3 separate regions of the Mus musculus genome follow, and all the other regions are linked to region 1. The links are chromatin contacts, called in public promoter capture Hi-C maps. All regions are on one chromosome and are shown on one strand. The core of a region is the stretch at or near the end of the contact, and the rest is flanking DNA. Distances in the headings are between cores, read along the strand shown.

Region 1 (2,789 bases), core at 99-2,598:
CGGGTAGGGTGTGGGGACTGTCACTTGGATACCCTGGGAACTGGGATGGCAGAGGGGAGCTATGGGCAGTACTTGGCTCAGTTCCTCTAGGCTGGAGCATTCACCACTCCCAGGCTCTTCCCTGTCTGCATTTTCCACTTCTGACGCCTAACGAACACCACCGTAGGATGGCAGAACTGTTGGGACTGAGAGGCGGGTGCTGGACCAGTGGGATCTTAGGTCCACAGCTTGTTGCTATGCTCAGTTTTGTTGTTGCTGGACCATTGGGATCTTAGGTTCACAGCTTGTTGCTATGCTCAGTTTTGTTGTTGCTGTCAAGGAAATCATAAGACCAGGAATAGCAACCTGCCTGTCTCATGTGCAAGCTCTTTCTTCCCTGGTTGTGTAGTCCCTGTGGTTTCCTGATGCTCCTTCCCCACTGTGGGTTTAGGCCTCTGTCTGGCTGTGTGAAGCAGTCACTCCGGCTTTCTAGGCAGAGCCTCCCAGAAGGAAGGTCCCTAATAGAAAAGATACAACTGGCTACCCTTGCCATGGGCAGTCCCTTGGGATGGAGACCTTCAAACAGCAATGGCCACTTTCACACATCAGGTTTGTGCTATGGTGGAGGCCCTATGCACAATGATTTCCCTTCGGGACCAGCAGGAGGGTACCATCCTACAGAAGGGCCATCCAGGGTTCTTGGAGCCTTGTGCTTTGTGCCTCCCAACCCCACCCCCACCCCTTGGCCCCGATTTGACTCCCAGCCCTTTCTCTGGCTCAAAACCAGCTACAGTGGAGGTGAATGCCTCCACAGGAACCATTGTTCCTTCAGGCTGAGAGTCTGCAATCAGACCCACTGGGGTGAGACAGATGAGCCAAGCTGGATGCTCAGTGGGGGAGTAAGACAGCCAGGGGTAGAAGATGTTGAAAAGGGGTCAGTATTCCAGGGACTTGCAGGGGAATGGCTATTGCTAAGGTTACAAATGCCTCTGCTAAAAAATGTATGCACTTCCAAGTTCATGGGCAGACTGGGACCTTGGAGAGCCTGGCAGGCTGGTTGTTGGAATGAAGGCGGCAGTTAGGATCCCAGGGAGCTTTGCCCATGGCTTCTGTGCCACTAGATGGTATAATTCCTCAAAGTCCAGAGAACATTAGCTCATCTGCCTGGGGACAGCAGCCCAAGCAGTGCGTGTGGACCAGCCAGTCTGACCTGGTGTGTCTTTGCAGTGTTCCACGTGCATGGGACTTGGTTCCTGAGGTTGAGTTAACCAAGATGGAACATGTAGTCAGCAGAGCAGCTTGAACCTGACTGTGCTGACTTCATGGACGCTTGGTTTGGACTCTGACTTAGGGTGGATGGGTCAGTGACCCTGGAGGTTTGGGGCGGATCTCCTGGTTTTGCCTGCTGTGGGAGGCCACTCCTCCTTACACCCTACTCCCAACAGCACAGAAACAGATGGCTTGCCAGGGTAGGGAGGTGAATACTCCCTTACCACAAATACATCACGGCAGAGGTCAAGATCTCAAAGACATTTATTATTTTTGAAAGGTCTGAGGGGGACTTTACAAGAGTTTGAAGCCAGTAACTACAATGGATGATAAATAAAATACAAAGCCAGTATGTTGTGGCAAATTTCCAGAAAACACACTGAAAAATCTTTACAGTTCAAAACTGCTTAATTTTATACATAATTACAAATTACTATACAGCACTTGGGTTTAACCCGACTTTTTATTTAATAGGGCTTAGTACAGAAATGTTCATACAGCATTTGGAGACGACTTAACAAGAACAGAGGTATAGATAGGTGTATCCTGCCCACCTTCTGTAGAGCCCAGGCCTCAGGAAGAAACCTGAGACAAGCCAATCCCAGCAGGTGTCAACCAAGGCAGGGCAGCTGAGGCTAGCAGGGTTCTAAGGCATAGGTTCTGTGCTTGCTGCAGAGGCCCTCTGGGGTCTGAGGCAGTAGCGCCTGCCTGGTTTCTCCGCAGGGCACACTTGCAGTAGTGGGGCAAACCCACTTTACACCTTAGTTGAGATGGAGAAGTAACTCAGGACCTGTTGATCATTTGACAAAGTAAGTCTTGTGAGTGCAGGAAAAGGCTTCTGCCACCCCTCCCCGCTTATGGCAGCATTAGAATACTTTGCATTTCTCCACCTGGCCAGCAGGCAGCAAACTTAACTAGGAATGTTATGCTACAAGAAAGAAAACAAGGAGCTGGTCTCTGCAGGGGTGTGTGTGTGTGTGTGTGTGTGTGTCGCTGCTTCTCTTACAGGCACCCATACACAGGTATCCAGACAAGGACGCCCACACTCCGTGACTGTCTTCTGGGTACGTATCAAAGGCAACTTAAGAGCCTTGGCAAGAACAGTGGGTGAGGTGACAAGAGCCTCGGGGATAGGAGGAGACATTACAAACTTGCATGGAGAGGACTGTAGGCAAGCTCTGGCCTACGGGCCCAGGTTGTGTCCTTTACTAAGCCTGTGTGTACTGATGTTACCCTGAATGGTTCATCACATCTGTGCTTGCTGTTGCTATGAGGGAGGCTGGGAAGAACCAGTGTGGCAGTGGGCGGGGCTAGCAATGGGCGGCGCTAGCGTGACCCTCAGAAGACTCAGTTCGTACCTTTTGAAACAGAAAAAAAAAAAAAAAATCAATCGTGGTGAGGGCTTCTTCCCTGCAGGTGACTTCCGTGAGAGTGGGGAGGTGGGGGCATGCTGGCATGTCTTTATTTTAACCCTCTCCATCTTCTAAGAAAACAGTTAACAGATTTGATTGTCTCCAAGATGAAGCCAGCTCATGAGAGGT
Region 2 (2,789 bases), core at 118-2,617, 110 kb after region 1:
CCAAAGACCTACACAGACAAAGGGACAAAGAGACGGACAGAAAAGGAAGCTCACAGAGAAAGAGAGGTGGAATTGAGGTGTGGGGATGGGGCAAGCAACAGAAAAACAGAGGCATCTAGCAAAAGGGCAGCTCTGAGAATGAATTCCTCCTTTGTGATTATTTAGATTCTACTTAGAACAAGTAAAATTTTATTTTAGTAATAAGTGCTTTGTTGCAGATTCATTTTCTCTCTCTCTCTCTCTCTCACACACACACACACACACACACACACACACACACACACACACACAGACACAGTCTCTGTTCAGACATGCCTTTAAAGAACTTTAAATCCCCCACCCCCCCACCCCCTTGATCTTCTGTCACTGTTAGCTCAGGCTTTCTCACACTTCATCCTAGTTTAGGAAGGATCAAGACCGGGCAGTAAGGGTACAGAGAGAAGTCTTCCTGAGATGTTGAAACTGTATGAGGTGTGGCCCCTTCTTACCTTCAGCAACACCACATCGACAGTCCTGTCCACCTTGGAGATGTCACACAGGCTATAGCGCCTTTTGTGCCGCTCATACATTTTGTACAGATGCAGAAAAGAAGAGACAAAATGTAGACGGATATCTGCTGAATCCAGGGACCAATGTGCTCACACAGGTCCGAAATTCCAAATTCTCACAGTGGGCGGGAGGAGACTTCTGCTTCCAGATTCCTCTATATAGAAAACTCTCGGGTTAAGGAAAAAAAAAAAAAAAAAAAAAAAGCAGACTCCAAATCTGTGAACTAAGTGGGAACTTTCTGGCAACTTCAGAGCACGGAGACGAGTTTATAATTCATAATAAAAGCAGTCTGCAGTAAGATCGCTGCTGTGCAGATCTTGACTGAAAGAGAAGCACAGATCTTTTCCATCACTGCCGAGAACTCCAGTAGAAAAATTAAGGACGAACTGGCTAAGCATAATGGTTGGCACATGTATGCAGAAAACCCAGAGCCAGTAAGCACTTAGCCACGAAGACAAAGGTTTTTTTTTTTTTTTTTAAAAGGAAGGTGGCTATTTCAAAGTGATGGCACGAGAGAATTCCTTAAAACAACAAAGGCAAGAAACCTATATGGAGGCGGGGGGGGGGGGGGGGAGAAAAAAAATCTGGAGGTATTTTCTAGAGTATCCACTTTTTTAGCCAGTCTCCAGCTCTTCAGCAGCAGGGCTGGATTTTGACTTAAGTTGAAAATATCTAAGGACAGCCAGCCGGCCGAGTACAAGGAAAATAGACCACTCCCCCAGATGTCCTCCCTCCCTCCCTCCCTAGCTGGCTGCCGCTAGCTAGCCAGTCCCTCCCTCCGCAGCCTCCACACCCTTTACCCTGCTCTCTCAAGATCGTCATTACTTGCCCTTTCAGACCTGCACCAGCAGCCTTGGAGGTTTGGAAACCTAATTGCAGTGGTGGGAACATGAATCATCTACAGACTAAGAGAAAAAACAAGGCTTCCTTTTCCAACAGGCTTCCTCCTGCTCCTCCTCCTCCTTACAAGTCCCCAGTGAAAAAGGCTCTGTCAGACACCGCAAGGAACGACCTCAGTCCCTTTGATGCCAGTAGTATGCTAATAAAGAAAGGCGGTGTTATACTAAACACTACTAGTCTGTACTACAGCCTTGGCATTCAGGAAAGACACAGAGACCCTGAATCCAGCCAAGGCGTATACAGCATCTCCCTGCAGAATGCAAAGGAATGATTTAATATCAGAAAAATGTTAGCCAAATATTTCAGAGTTATGTCTCTAGGATGTAGAATTAGCTACAAAAATGTCTGGCAAGGGTTAGAAGTCATCACAAGTTAAGGTTTTGTCTCATCTGGGGTCTGAGAAAGTTCTAAAGAAAGTTAAAGAGATGGCATAGGATGAATGTACGCATGTCTCTTAGGACTCTTGGGACTAAGAAGAGTCACGTGGCTGAGACCGCCTTGCCTGTCACACCTCTCAATCATGGGACTATGTGACTTCATTTGCCTGTTTTCTTGCTTCTCCAGACCTCTCCAGTTGCCAGTCTCCTATGCCTCAGGAGCAGACACAGTCGTTCATTTTTAGACACTGGGGACTGTAATAAACATTGGAGGGGTAAAGAGGAAGAGGAATCAAGGAAGCAAAAAGCAGAAAAGAGAGGTGAAAGAATAGAAAAGGGGGTTAAAACAAAACCCTAAAATAAACCCACAGTGGGCTAGGTACGGACATGCCTTTAATCCCAGCACTATGGAGACAGAGCAGGCAGACCTCTGTGAGTTCGAGGATAGCCTGATCCATGACATGAGTTCCATGACAGACAGGGTTATATAAAGAGACTCTGTGCCAAAAGCAACACCAAACAAGGGAAACAGCATTCTAATGCTTTCCGGGAGAAGCAGTCCTACGTTCTCTCTAAGGGGACAGAGTGCAGCCCCTTACACGGATTTGGAGAATGTGAGTGTACAACCTTAAACACCACAACAGAAAGGAAGTGAAGGGACTAAATACTACAGTTTCTCTCAATAATGCAAGCAAAGTTGGTGAAAGGTGTTTTCTTTTTGAAGCTGTGAAAGGGTAACGAAGGTCTAATGAGTCACCATTTCCTCAGGCCAGGTGTTTAAGGAGGCTAGTCTGCTTAGGAGAAAGCAACGGAGCAAACCCAGGTAAGGTGGCCAGTTCTTCACTTACCCATCTGTCTACCCAAACACCACTGTCTCAGCTCCCTCTAACACAAGCCTCATCCTGATCCCACCACAGGTCCATTAAAAGCATGAAGGTGGACAATGTCCTCTTTCTGGTGCTC
Region 3 (2,789 bases), core at 195-2,694, 68 kb after region 1:
TACAATTAAAATGCTTGAAAGCATTTTTTATGCACACAGGCCTTGTGTTTATAAATCCCACGTGTCAATATACCCTCGACAGCCAACTGACCTGCATTTGCATGAAGTTTTAGTAGTCATTTTCAGATTTAATCCTCCTGTACTTAAGTAAAAATGTTCTTCAGCTCTGTCTCTTGAGCTTGAAATTTCTGACTGCTAGAATTAATTTGTCTTCTGTGAAGTTCAGCAGAAGCAAGATCACTTGAAAAATATTTCTAGATTTAAGGAGCCTACTGTGACATAAATACTCATTTTAACATCTGTTCTTAGACAGGATCCTGGACCCAGGAAAAGGTGAGAAAAACTGAACTGTGTCTATATTAGATTAATTTGATCAGGATTAATCCCCTGATTCAGGTAATAAGAAAGGTATCTTTGTTTTTAAGAGACATATTAAATTACTTAGGGGTACAGAAACCTACGCTCTGAAGGAGAGTGATAAAGAAAGGGAGTATTCTGGAAAAATATGAAATATTGTAACATTTGGTAATTTGAGGGAAGAATGCACAAGTTCTTGATATTTTTTCCATGTACTTTTCTTGCTAGGTATTTCTTCAGTGAGAGTCATTTTACCCATTTTCAAGTCTGAAATTATTTAAAAAATCCTTTTAAAAATAGTGTCATATTTAAACTCCACAATATAATGAATATAATGTACGCATCAAAGAGGCTTTTATATACCAAGAGGAAGGGTTAAAAACTGATATCTTAGCAGTTATGGTTAAGTATAAAGACAGTCCAAAGAAGAAGCAGACACATTTTAGAAGTTAATAAGATCCCAAAATAAGAAAATTGATAAGAAAAGTAGTTAAGGTATACTTAATTTTTTTAAAAAAGTAATATACTCACTGTCCAATCCAGGATGACTGATTGTCATTAATGAGATGGATTTTGTCAATGGAGAAGAAATGGCTGATGTACAGTAGTTAAATCCCTGTTGTTTAGACCTGTAACATGTCTACAAAATTAAAAAAAAATGGAGGATGAGTTCTAAGTACATATTCATATATATAGACGTGCAGAATTTGCATTGACCCAACTTAGTGAAGGAAGAAGTGGAATCCAGTCTGCCTCTGCCACTTAACTGGTACTTAGCTGCTTAGCTTTCTAAGCCTCCTTGTTCCTCCTGGAACTGGTGAGTATTCACCATTTACAGTGGGTTTCCATCCCTCAGAGCATTTAATAAGGTTTCAAATTGAGTAAGAACTCACTAGGTATTTGCTGGTCACACAACCTGGTAAGTAACTTCATCAGAGGTACCAAATTACATAGAGCACTGCTGCTTTGAAAAATCAAACTGTCTTCAGAGATTGACAATAGGACATGTTGTTATTCTGATTATAAGGACTTGGAAACTGAGATGTGAGCAGAAAGCAGTTCAAGAGCAGTAGCAAAGCAGCGTTGCATCTGGGAAGAGGCGAAATCTCTTTCACTTCCTCTTAGATTGACTGTACATGAACACAGGGTGACTGCAATTTAGTAACTTAACTTCCTCAGTAGTTACTGGCAATTTAAATCCATAGCATTTTAAAAGCCATGTAGCCCAAGCAAAAGCAGAGGCTCCTTTTAACATCCCGGAAGCAACCATTTTTTACTTCTGGTGATAAGGGTCTCATGTGTCTTTCATTTTGAGACAGCTCATTCGAATACTCTCACAAGATGAAATCTGCCTTTTTCTGATTCACACAAATTGAGATACTGAACGTCTCCTCCTAGCATGCACTCACTCATTTGGGCCAGAGATTTCTGATTATTTAGAGCTTGTTCCATGTGTAACCATGGAATCTGAGGCAAACAGTTGCTATGTTTCAAATACAACTGTGAGGTCTGAAAAATGACCTCCGAGAACAGCAGACTTTTAAGAGGAAGTTGACTGCAGGCAACTTGTCTAGATCAGAAAGATACATGCAGCACAACACCCACTCTGAGGCTGTGCACAAGAGGAACTAAAGGTAAGATGGAAGCTCTATGAGGACTATGCATTGCATAGCATAGCATAGCATAGCACAGCACAGCACAGCACAGCACAGCACAGCACAGCACAGCACAGCACAGCACAGCACAGCACAGCACACCATGGTACAAAAATGCGGATATTTATCTAGATGTGTTGACTTCATCTAGAAAGATTAAGTCAGAAAGATAGCAATGATAATTAGTACCATTTACTAAAAGAAAGGTCATCTGCCAAACTTCTCAGGGGCATGAAGCTCTCACAGGTAAGGGAGGGATCAACAGACTTTCTTGAGCAGTATGATTGACACAAAGACCATATTTTCTCTAGGGAATAACCATGGGGCATGGATTTTCAAATTGCTAAATTTAATAATGACATGCAATATACTTTAAAACTCAATTTACAATGAACTGAATACATTCCTAATCCTAAAACATTTGCTGTGATGGAATATTTAAATCTGTATAGATTAATGTATTCTTTTTAAAAAATAATATTTTATATTTATTATTATTTTTGTATAGAGTGTTTTATCTGAATGCATGTATCCATGCTACATTCATGTCTGGTGCCCCTGGAGGTCAGAAGAAGATACTAGGTCCTTGGAACTGGAGTCATGGATGACTGTAAGCCACTTTATGTGGGTGCTAGGCACCAAATGTCAGTCCTCTGCAAGAGCAGTAAGTGTTCTTAACCACTGAGCCATCTCTCCAGACCAACTGATGTATTTTTAAATATTCATGTTTAGTTCTAAAAGCGTGTTATTGCTAGAACTGAAGATACTATTTAATAG

What was found. Capture Hi-C pulls out chosen DNA fragments and counts their contacts.
Region 2: a promoter capture Hi-C map of liver shows a contact between it and region 1. The contact joins two enhancer-like sites. A contact is called at or near these places in 1 of 15 datasets of contacts at CTCF or cohesin (large pre-B cells), 3 of 484 Hi-C or Micro-C datasets (the N1E-115 cell line, the P5424 cell line and embryonic fibroblasts), 1 of 115 datasets of contacts at active chromatin or transcription factors (microglia) and 3 of 9 other capture datasets (adipose tissue, liver and pancreatic islet).
Region 3: a promoter capture Hi-C map of liver shows a contact between it and region 1. The contact joins two enhancer-like sites. A contact is called at or near these places in 3 of 484 Hi-C or Micro-C datasets (CD4 T cells, bone marrow-derived DN2 thymocytes and nephron progenitors) and 3 of 9 other capture datasets (adipose tissue, liver and pancreatic islet).

The regions. Positions count from the first base shown.
Region 1 is chr7:75,753,315-75,756,103 of GRCm38.p6, reverse strand. It overlaps Akap13 (A kinase (PRKA) anchor protein 13), which reads right to left. Exons shown (of 37, transcript NM_029332.1): 37 at 1,495-2,789. Among named protein-coding and RNA genes, the nearest start is that of AU020206, 27 kb to the left of the region's middle. Within about 2 kb of position 1,348, at least 37 of the 459 cell types and tissues checked have an H3K27ac peak or open chromatin away from gene starts, as enhancers often do. A contact at or near this core is called in liver, where this site is marked.
Region 2 is chr7:75,641,164-75,643,952 of GRCm38.p6, reverse strand. All of the region lies in intron 8 of Akap13 (A kinase (PRKA) anchor protein 13), which reads right to left. Among named protein-coding and RNA genes, the nearest start is that of AU020206, 140 kb to the left of the region's middle. Within about 2 kb of position 1,367, at least 228 of the 459 cell types and tissues checked have an H3K27ac peak or open chromatin away from gene starts, as enhancers often do. A contact at or near this core is called in liver, where this site is marked.
Region 3 is chr7:75,685,421-75,688,209 of GRCm38.p6, reverse strand. Akap13 (A kinase (PRKA) anchor protein 13) reads right to left here. Exons shown (of 37, transcript NM_029332.1): 14 at 889-997. Among named protein-coding and RNA genes, the nearest start is that of AU020206, 95 kb to the left of the region's middle. Within about 2 kb of position 1,444, at least 115 of the 459 cell types and tissues checked have an H3K27ac peak or open chromatin away from gene starts, as enhancers often do. A contact at or near this core is called in liver, where this site is marked.